2 separate regions of the Sus scrofa genome follow, and region 1 is linked to region 2. Evidence: chromatin contacts called from public HiChIP or PLAC-seq data. All regions are on one chromosome and are shown on one strand. Each heading gives the region's core, a stretch centred on a gene start, on an enhancer-like site or on the middle of the called end of the contact. The rest is flanking DNA. Distances are from core to core; before and after follow the strand shown. Region 1 overlaps PGM5 (phosphoglucomutase-like protein 5). Region 2 holds the start of PGM5 (phosphoglucomutase-like protein 5).

The links. HiChIP or PLAC-seq counts read pairs in DNA pulled down with a chosen protein or histone mark.
Region 1: an H3K27ac HiChIP or PLAC-seq map of skeletal muscle shows a contact between it and region 2, with 6 times the contacts expected there. The contact joins the enhancer-like site here to the promoter of PGM5 in region 2. A contact is called at or near these places in 14 of 47 Hi-C or Micro-C datasets (alveolar macrophages, brain, embryonic fibroblasts and 9 more) and 1 of 2 datasets of contacts at active chromatin or transcription factors (skeletal muscle).

Annotation. Positions count from the first base shown.
Region 1 is chr1:221,805,406-221,809,240 of Sscrofa11.1, reverse strand. The region is part of intron 10 of PGM5 (phosphoglucomutase-like protein 5); the gene reads right to left. Among named protein-coding and RNA genes, the nearest start is that of TMEM252, 41 kb to the left of the region's middle. Within about 2 kb of position 1,505, at least 13 of the 83 cell types and tissues checked have an H3K27ac peak or open chromatin away from gene starts, as enhancers often do. A contact at or near this core is called in omental adipose tissue and skeletal muscle, where this site is marked.
Region 2 is chr1:221,633,200-221,636,638 of Sscrofa11.1, reverse strand. It overlaps PGM5 (phosphoglucomutase-like protein 5), which reads right to left and starts at 2,123. Exons shown (of 11, transcript XM_003121933.6): 1 at 1,334-2,123. The coding sequence starts at 1,594.

The DNA of each region.
Region 1 (3,835 bases), core at 256-2,755, 170 kb before region 2:
TTTTAATTTTTTAATATATTTTTTTATTTTCCCACTGTACAGCAAGGGGGTCAGGTTATCCTTACATGTATACATTACAATTACATTTTTTCCCCCACCCTTTCTTCTGTTGCAAGGTGAGTATCTAGACATAGTTCTCAATGATATTCAGCAGGATCTCCTTGCATTTATTTTTAAAGTTAGTTTTATTTTTATTTTGAATTACACCTGGGGACATGGAGAAAGGAAATATACTTTTTTTTTTTCCAGAGCTTTAGGTCTCTAAACCTTAATTCAAAATTGACCCAAAGCCAGGATCAAGGCATGACTTTTGGCTCTTCTGCTTCCTAAGATCACTGGTTTCCTGGGGTAAATTATCAACACCATGATAGTCTTACCAGATTTTGAATATAGTTTTTTTGTATATACTGCAAAAAAAAAAAAAAAAAAAAGAGGATTTGAGATAGGCTCTGTATGGGGGATGGATTATAGGGAGAGGCTACTGGCATCAAGGCACACACTTTCCCTCAAGTTCTAGAACGTCCACAGTGTGGGTGGACAGAGTGAGTCTGTGCCCCAAGCCAGCTCATACTCAGTACCCAGAAGGGAGTTGTGATCTCAGCAGAGGCCAAGGGAAAGGTGTATTGTCATTAAAACCTCAAAACAGCCCTGGTCTTCGACAGTCACTAGCCACCCCCCCCACCTTGCAACCACCCCAGAAACACCTGCAGGTTCCCAGCCGAAAGAGTTTAAGCCACACCATCAGATGACCATTCCAGGAAAGGTCTCGGTTACACGGAGCCATATAATAGCAGAATTCGAGTCCAGATTTCAATATGCAAGTGGGAAAAATTTAGACTGTTTGCCCTGTCTTTGTCTTAAGGAGGTGGTTCATCTAAATGAGTAGAAATAAAGAAAACCCATATATAGTTGTTTCTGTATCAATTTTAATTCTTTTTTTTTCTTTTTTGCTTTATTAGGGCCATACCCAAGGCATATGGAAGTTCCCAGGCTAGGGGTCAAATTGGAGCTACAGCTGCTGGCCTACACTACAGCCACAATGATGTAAGATCCGAGCGCATCTGTGACCCACACCACAGCTCATGGCAACACCAGATCCTTAACCCACTGAGCAAGGTCAGGAACCGAACCTGTGTCTTCACGGATACTAGTTGGGTTCATTAACCGCAGAGCCACGCAGGGAACTCCTCAATTTTAATTCTTTTCCAAGTGACTGATTTGTGAAAACAGCATCGTACTAAATTCCTTTCTAGGCCACTAGAGGGAAATCTAGCCCACCGGACCAGGACTTGTTTCTTTTCTTTCTTTCTTTTTTTTTTTTTTAATAATAACCCCAGAACCAAAATTTTAAGGCTGAAGAATATGTTGAAATGTTATCTTTCTCTGTCCCTTGTGCCCTTGCCCACATTTTAAACTTATTTGAATCTATGTGGTCATGGAGACGCCTAGAAAAGCACAAACCAGCCATCTGAATTGGGCAGGAGGCCTGGCAGTTGGGAAATTGTTCTAACAGTCAATCTGAACCTCTTCCAGTTCAGCTTGAATTTATTTCCTCAAATTACATATTCATCACTTATGGAGAACAGCTGGTCATCTTTCTCTGCAACATATTACTCTTTAAATTCCCGAAGACCTACAGGTCACGCCTCTCTTTCAAGCAAAACGAGCCAGTTCTTCAACTTGGCCTTGGAGGAGTTTAAATCCCAACCCTTTCACCGCGTGTTTCTCTTCTAAACTCTCTCTGCATCACCCCACCCTCCCCCATATTTCCAAACAACAGCAATATAGACTAAACTTTGAGGAGAAAAATTAAATAAAGTGTTTCATGTTTTCCCTGTATGGCTATTAGTACATTCCTGTGCTGATTTTCTTTGCAAATACAGCACAATGTTTCTGATATTTATTTATCTAGTATGATTCCAAGACCATGCGTATATATATATATGTCTGGACATGTGTGTATATATACTATACTTATACAAACACAGACATACATAAACAAACACATGCATACATACATATGCATATATATACTTATTTTCATCTTGTTATGAAAATTGAATGCCTAAGTTAGGGACCATTTATGTGTCACTTCTGAATTCTCTTCTATTTCCAACCTTTCTGCATCACATACATTATGTCAGTTTCTAACTTTATTCTCCAAGTTTTTAACTACTCACTTTAGATCCTCTATTAGTTATAAAACACAACTGGTATGAATGCAGAACATTATTCCTCTAATAACTTTTAAAAACCTGTTCATCTCGGATTCAAATTAAGGGAGAGAAAACTGGTTGTTTTCAAAGCACTCACATTTACCAACATTTCAAGTGCAGTGAAAAAAAAAGTATATATATATATATATATCTTGTCTTTGTCTCTGGCAGAGAACCTCTATAATCCTTTGAATTTCCTGAGTGACAGGAGTGTCAAGTGCCGAGACCAGCTCAGTAAGTGGAGGGTGAAGGACGGGCACTGCAAAGCTTAAGAAAAGTTAAATGGCAATGAAGAAAGATATATAGACACAGTAAAGTTTAAAGGTCGGACCCGGCAGGGGAGGGGGGGAGCTCAAGACCTCTTGGATCAAGAGCCCACCAGATTGCTGGTGCCTCACCGGTTTTACTGTGCTCATTCGAAACATGAGGCAGGGAAAAGGCTCAGGGGCGTGACTGCTCACAGTCACGTGGCAAAAGCTATTCTTTATGGCCTTCAGGGAGAGGTTTCTTATCTACAGGACACGAGGGAAACTGGCGATAGCAATCAATGCTTGAGAAACACGTACCTGCCCAGGCAGCGTTCCTACTTGCTCTGTCTCCGAGTTCCAGTCACCACCATGTTCTCTTAGTTCATGCAAATCCTCTTACCAGTCCCTTTCAGCCCATTTCCCCTAGTTAATCATATACTAGGCACGTGGCGTTTTGCAGTCACTTCAGAATTGAGGGAGGATGTTTTCCCACAGTCAACCATGCCTGAGTTTATGCCAAGGAGAGAGGTGACTCTTGGGGAACCCCTAGATAGCTCCAGGATGAGGACTGTAGCCCTAGGAAGCAACCACGTGATGAGAGGATTAGAACTCTCTGCCCCACCCCCACCTCCCAGAAGGGGGAGGGGCTGGAGATTGAGTTCAAATCATCAACACCCAGTGATTCAATCAGCCATGCCTAGGTAATGAAACCTCCAAAAATTCCTAAACAACTTGGTTCAAAGCACTTCTGACCTGGCCTTATCTGTCTCTTCCATTTGCTCTTGAGTTATATCCCTTATAAGAAACCATTAATAGTAAGTAAAATGCTTCTCTGGGTTCTGTGAGTCATTCCACTGAATTATTGTCTAAAGGGGGAATCATGGGAACCCCTGAATTTTTAGTCAAATGGGCAGAGGTGTAGCGAGCCCATCTGTATTTCATTCGTTTGGCAAAACTGTATTGGACATTTACCATATACTAGGTGGTATTCTGTGCATTAAGGATACAGTGAAAAAAAAAATTAAGCCCTAGCCTCCTGGTACCTTTATTGTACTGGGTGGAGACAGACAATAAAACAAATATACATGTGAAGTGGGACTATGTGCTATGGAGAAAAAGTAGCACAAGGCAAGGGTGTGAGGGCTATTTTATGTAGGGTTGTCAGGGGAGCCCTCATTGAGAAGTGAAAGGTCAGGTCATACAGCTATCAGAGGGAAAAGCTACATAGGTGTCATGAGGCAGAATATTCTTGGCGTGTTCACAGAACAGAGACTGAAACAGAGAAAGAAATAGAACAAGAGTAGGAGATGAGGCCAGAAGGAGAAATGGGCCATTCCCAGTAGCATTTGAGACCATGGTAGGGGTTTTGGC
Region 2 (3,439 bases), core at 874-3,373:
TTAAAACAAAACAAAGCAAAAAAAAAAAAAAAACCCACAAAAGCAAAAAGGGGATCCTCTTCCCCCATCCCTGAAACACTGACAAAGGGGAATTACAGCAGGTAAATGTGACAAAATAGACAACCTCCAAGCTTTTTTTTTTTTTTAAACAAAAAATGAGCAAATAAAAAAGGAGAGGGTTGGAATAGAGGGAGGGAATTCAAAAGCTGGATAATTGTTTGGTTTCACTTTTTTAAATGTTCACACCCATTTATACATCTGCAGAGGTTTCACTTAAAAGTTCTATGTGTGTGGTTCTGAAGACATTAACAAGGCTGAAAGTCCTATTTTAGACAATGTTTCCCACAGAGATTTCAGGAATCCCTGAAGTTAGGTGTCCCTCTTGAGATGTTGCTGGCTTTGGAAAGGAGGAAACCAGGGAAGGGGGACATACCAAAAGGTCGGTCCAGTTGTACGATAGGCAGAAAGGAGGGAGGAAAAACCCAAGGTCTGAGAATCATATCCCGAAAGAAGACTGCAAAGGTCTTGGGAGAAGGGAGAGGAAATGAGGATGAAAACTGCAAAGGTGAAGAGGCACAAAATACTATCAACTGCCAAAGGGCATCTTGGAGAGAAGTTGGGAACTGCTTAAAGAAAGGCATTGCAAATCTCGTTTCTGACCATTTAAGAGATGTGCCTCCCCTCCTGGGACCTGAAAGCCCAGGCTGCAGAGCTTCACGCTGATTCCCGCCCCATCCCTTCCCTAATCAAATTAATCTCGAAATAACTCCACGAGGTTAACGACCCAATAATATTAAAAACTTTCAGGGTCCACGCTTGCCAAAAATGTCAGGGATCAACACTGGGGTGTGTGTGCGTGTGTGTGTGTGTGTGTTGAAATTTAGCGGAGCCAAGATTTAGGGTGGAAGAAGATGATTGCAAATAGGCTACAAGGGGGGGTAAAAACTATGTTGGTAGCGGGAGGGTAGGGCAAGCGGTAAGAGCAAGTATTTGTAAAGAGCTGGCGAGGAGAAAGACGAAAAGAACCGCGAGCAGGTGTGGGACGTGCGCATAGTCCAGGGAGATTCAGGGAGCTGCGGCAGGTTCAGGATGCCCGGCGGGGCACAAAGAGGGTCGCGGAACTCCTAAGGCCTTTCGGGGCGGCGGACACGATCTATCCCGGGTGTGCGGGGCGCGCTGGGGAGGCTGCGGGGAGCGGCGGTGGCGGGACGCGGGCAGAGAAGACCTGGGGGAGCGGCGAGCCCGAGAGCGGGGTTGAGGAAGGGAGGTCGGCTGGGGGCCGGCAGGGCGAGAAGGGGGCAAGGCAGACTCGAGGGGAGGCCGGGTCACTCACCCCGTTGGCCGCGGCCATCTGCACCACGATCTCTGTGGCCGTCCTGCTGAAGTACCTGCCGTCGCTGCCCACCACCATGGTGCAGCCCTGGCGGTCGCGCAGGTCGATGGACGACAGCACGCTCTGGATGAAGTTGGGCAGGTAGTTGCGCTGGCCCTCGAAGAGTCCGGTGGGCCGCCGCAGCCCCCCGCCGCCGGCCGGCCGCTGGTCTTCGTAGGGCGCCGTGGGCACCGTCAGCACTGGGATGGGGCTCCCTTCCATGGCGCCTCCTGGCCGGTCCTGCCGCGGCTCCGGGAGCCGGAGGGAATCTGCAGGCCACCGGGGCCCCCACCAGCCTGGCCGCACGCCCGGGCTCCGCCTCGCGCCGCGGCCCCCTCCGCCGCCGCGCGGCGCCCCGCGCCCTCCCGCCGCGCCGACCGCTCCTCCCTCCGCACGCGGCCCCTAGCTGCCCGGGCAGAGTTCGGCCTCTACCTTCCAAGAAAGTTTGCTCCCGCCCAACTTCCTCTCAGTCCGAAGCGCCAGAGGTGCCGCAGTTTCTTCCCTGAGCTGGACTCACTTTCAGAGTGTCCCCTTCTCAGAGCCAGCTACCCCGACCCCAGGGGCGCCTCCTCGCGCGCCTGGCCCGAGCCTTCCTCGGCGATAGCTTCTCTCCCAGGCACACCCTCCGCTAGAAAACAGACTGGGGGTGTTGAGAGCTAGAGCAGGATTGGGGGGTCCTCGCCCGCACCCGCAGTCCCTCTCCCTTCCCTCCCGCAGCCCGGCCTCCTAGCCTCCCTGGAAATGAGCGGTTTACACGCACCAGTTTCTCTTTTGAACAAGGACAGGGGAGGGAATTGGGTGGGGGCTGAAACCTTTTGCCATCAGGGAACAGCCCCGGCCAAAAATAACCCTGGAAAGGCGAGCTGAGAATTGTTATCTTCTGCCAGCGCTGAAATTGGAGGCTGGGCACTGCGAGTGTGTCTGTGTGTGTGGACACACACCCCACCATGACCATTTGTTGCAGGGAATCACACACTGTCAGGCCCTTCAATCCAGCGGGACCCACCCAGCCATCCACACTTTTCCCCAACTCTCTGAAGGCAGCACACGTCTCCGGATGAAAACTTTTTTGTTTGTTTGTTTGGCTTGTTTGTCGTGGTAGTTAAAACGGCAGCAGCAACACAGACGCACAGAGAAGTATTTCCTTATTCTGCTTGCCCTTCTCACCCTCCCTAGTCCAGCTCCTGCTTGGAACCAGGCTATCCTACACTGAACTTGTCCACACTGGCTCCTACCAGGATTCATCGCTTTCACTTGGAGGAAGGCAAAGCCCTTTATACCAGGAATGAATGGACAAACCCGAATTAAACAAGGACAGAGAACCAGGAACTGGGCTTGGTCCTTTCACATGCATTCTCATCTCTCTGTAAAGTCCACCAAAATTCCCAAATCAAGAAATTCCCCATAGAAAATAGGTGTGAAGAGAGAACAGGCTAAAAGGATAAAGCCCCAAAAGGTAAGAAATAATTCTTATTTTTGCTTCTGTCTCCTTTGACTCCCAAAGCATTTTTGCACCAACTAAAGTCACTAAAATCTCCTGCTGCTTCCCCTCCAAACAGTGTGCACTTTCTGAGACTAATGTTGACTTGCTGCAGGGTTATGAAGTGATAGTCATAAAATGACTGACTAATAGCTCACACTTATATGCATTTTTGCAGTTGATAAAAGGCTTTGCATCTGTTTTCTCTTTGGAGCATCAAAACAGCTAAAAGAAGTAGGAATGGCATTCATATCATTCCCATTTTAAGGATGAGAAAAAGGAGGCTTTCTATGAGGTTGAAGGAAGTGGCCAAGATGCACTTGCATTCAGTCCACATTCTTATATGATGCTTCCCCTTTCTATTTACATCATTAAAGTGTGAGATCATCAACTGAATCCAGTTGAGACATTTTAGCTTTTCTCAAACAGCAATGTTTTTAACGTGTGTACGTGTTGTTATTGTTTTAGTTCTACTCTATTTTCAGGCCCCCAAGAGTCCATTCCCCTGCAAAGTTCTTGACATTATGGTTGAGCAAGCCTTGTCTCAGCATCAAATAGAATATTAACATGTCTCAGAACCTGTGCAT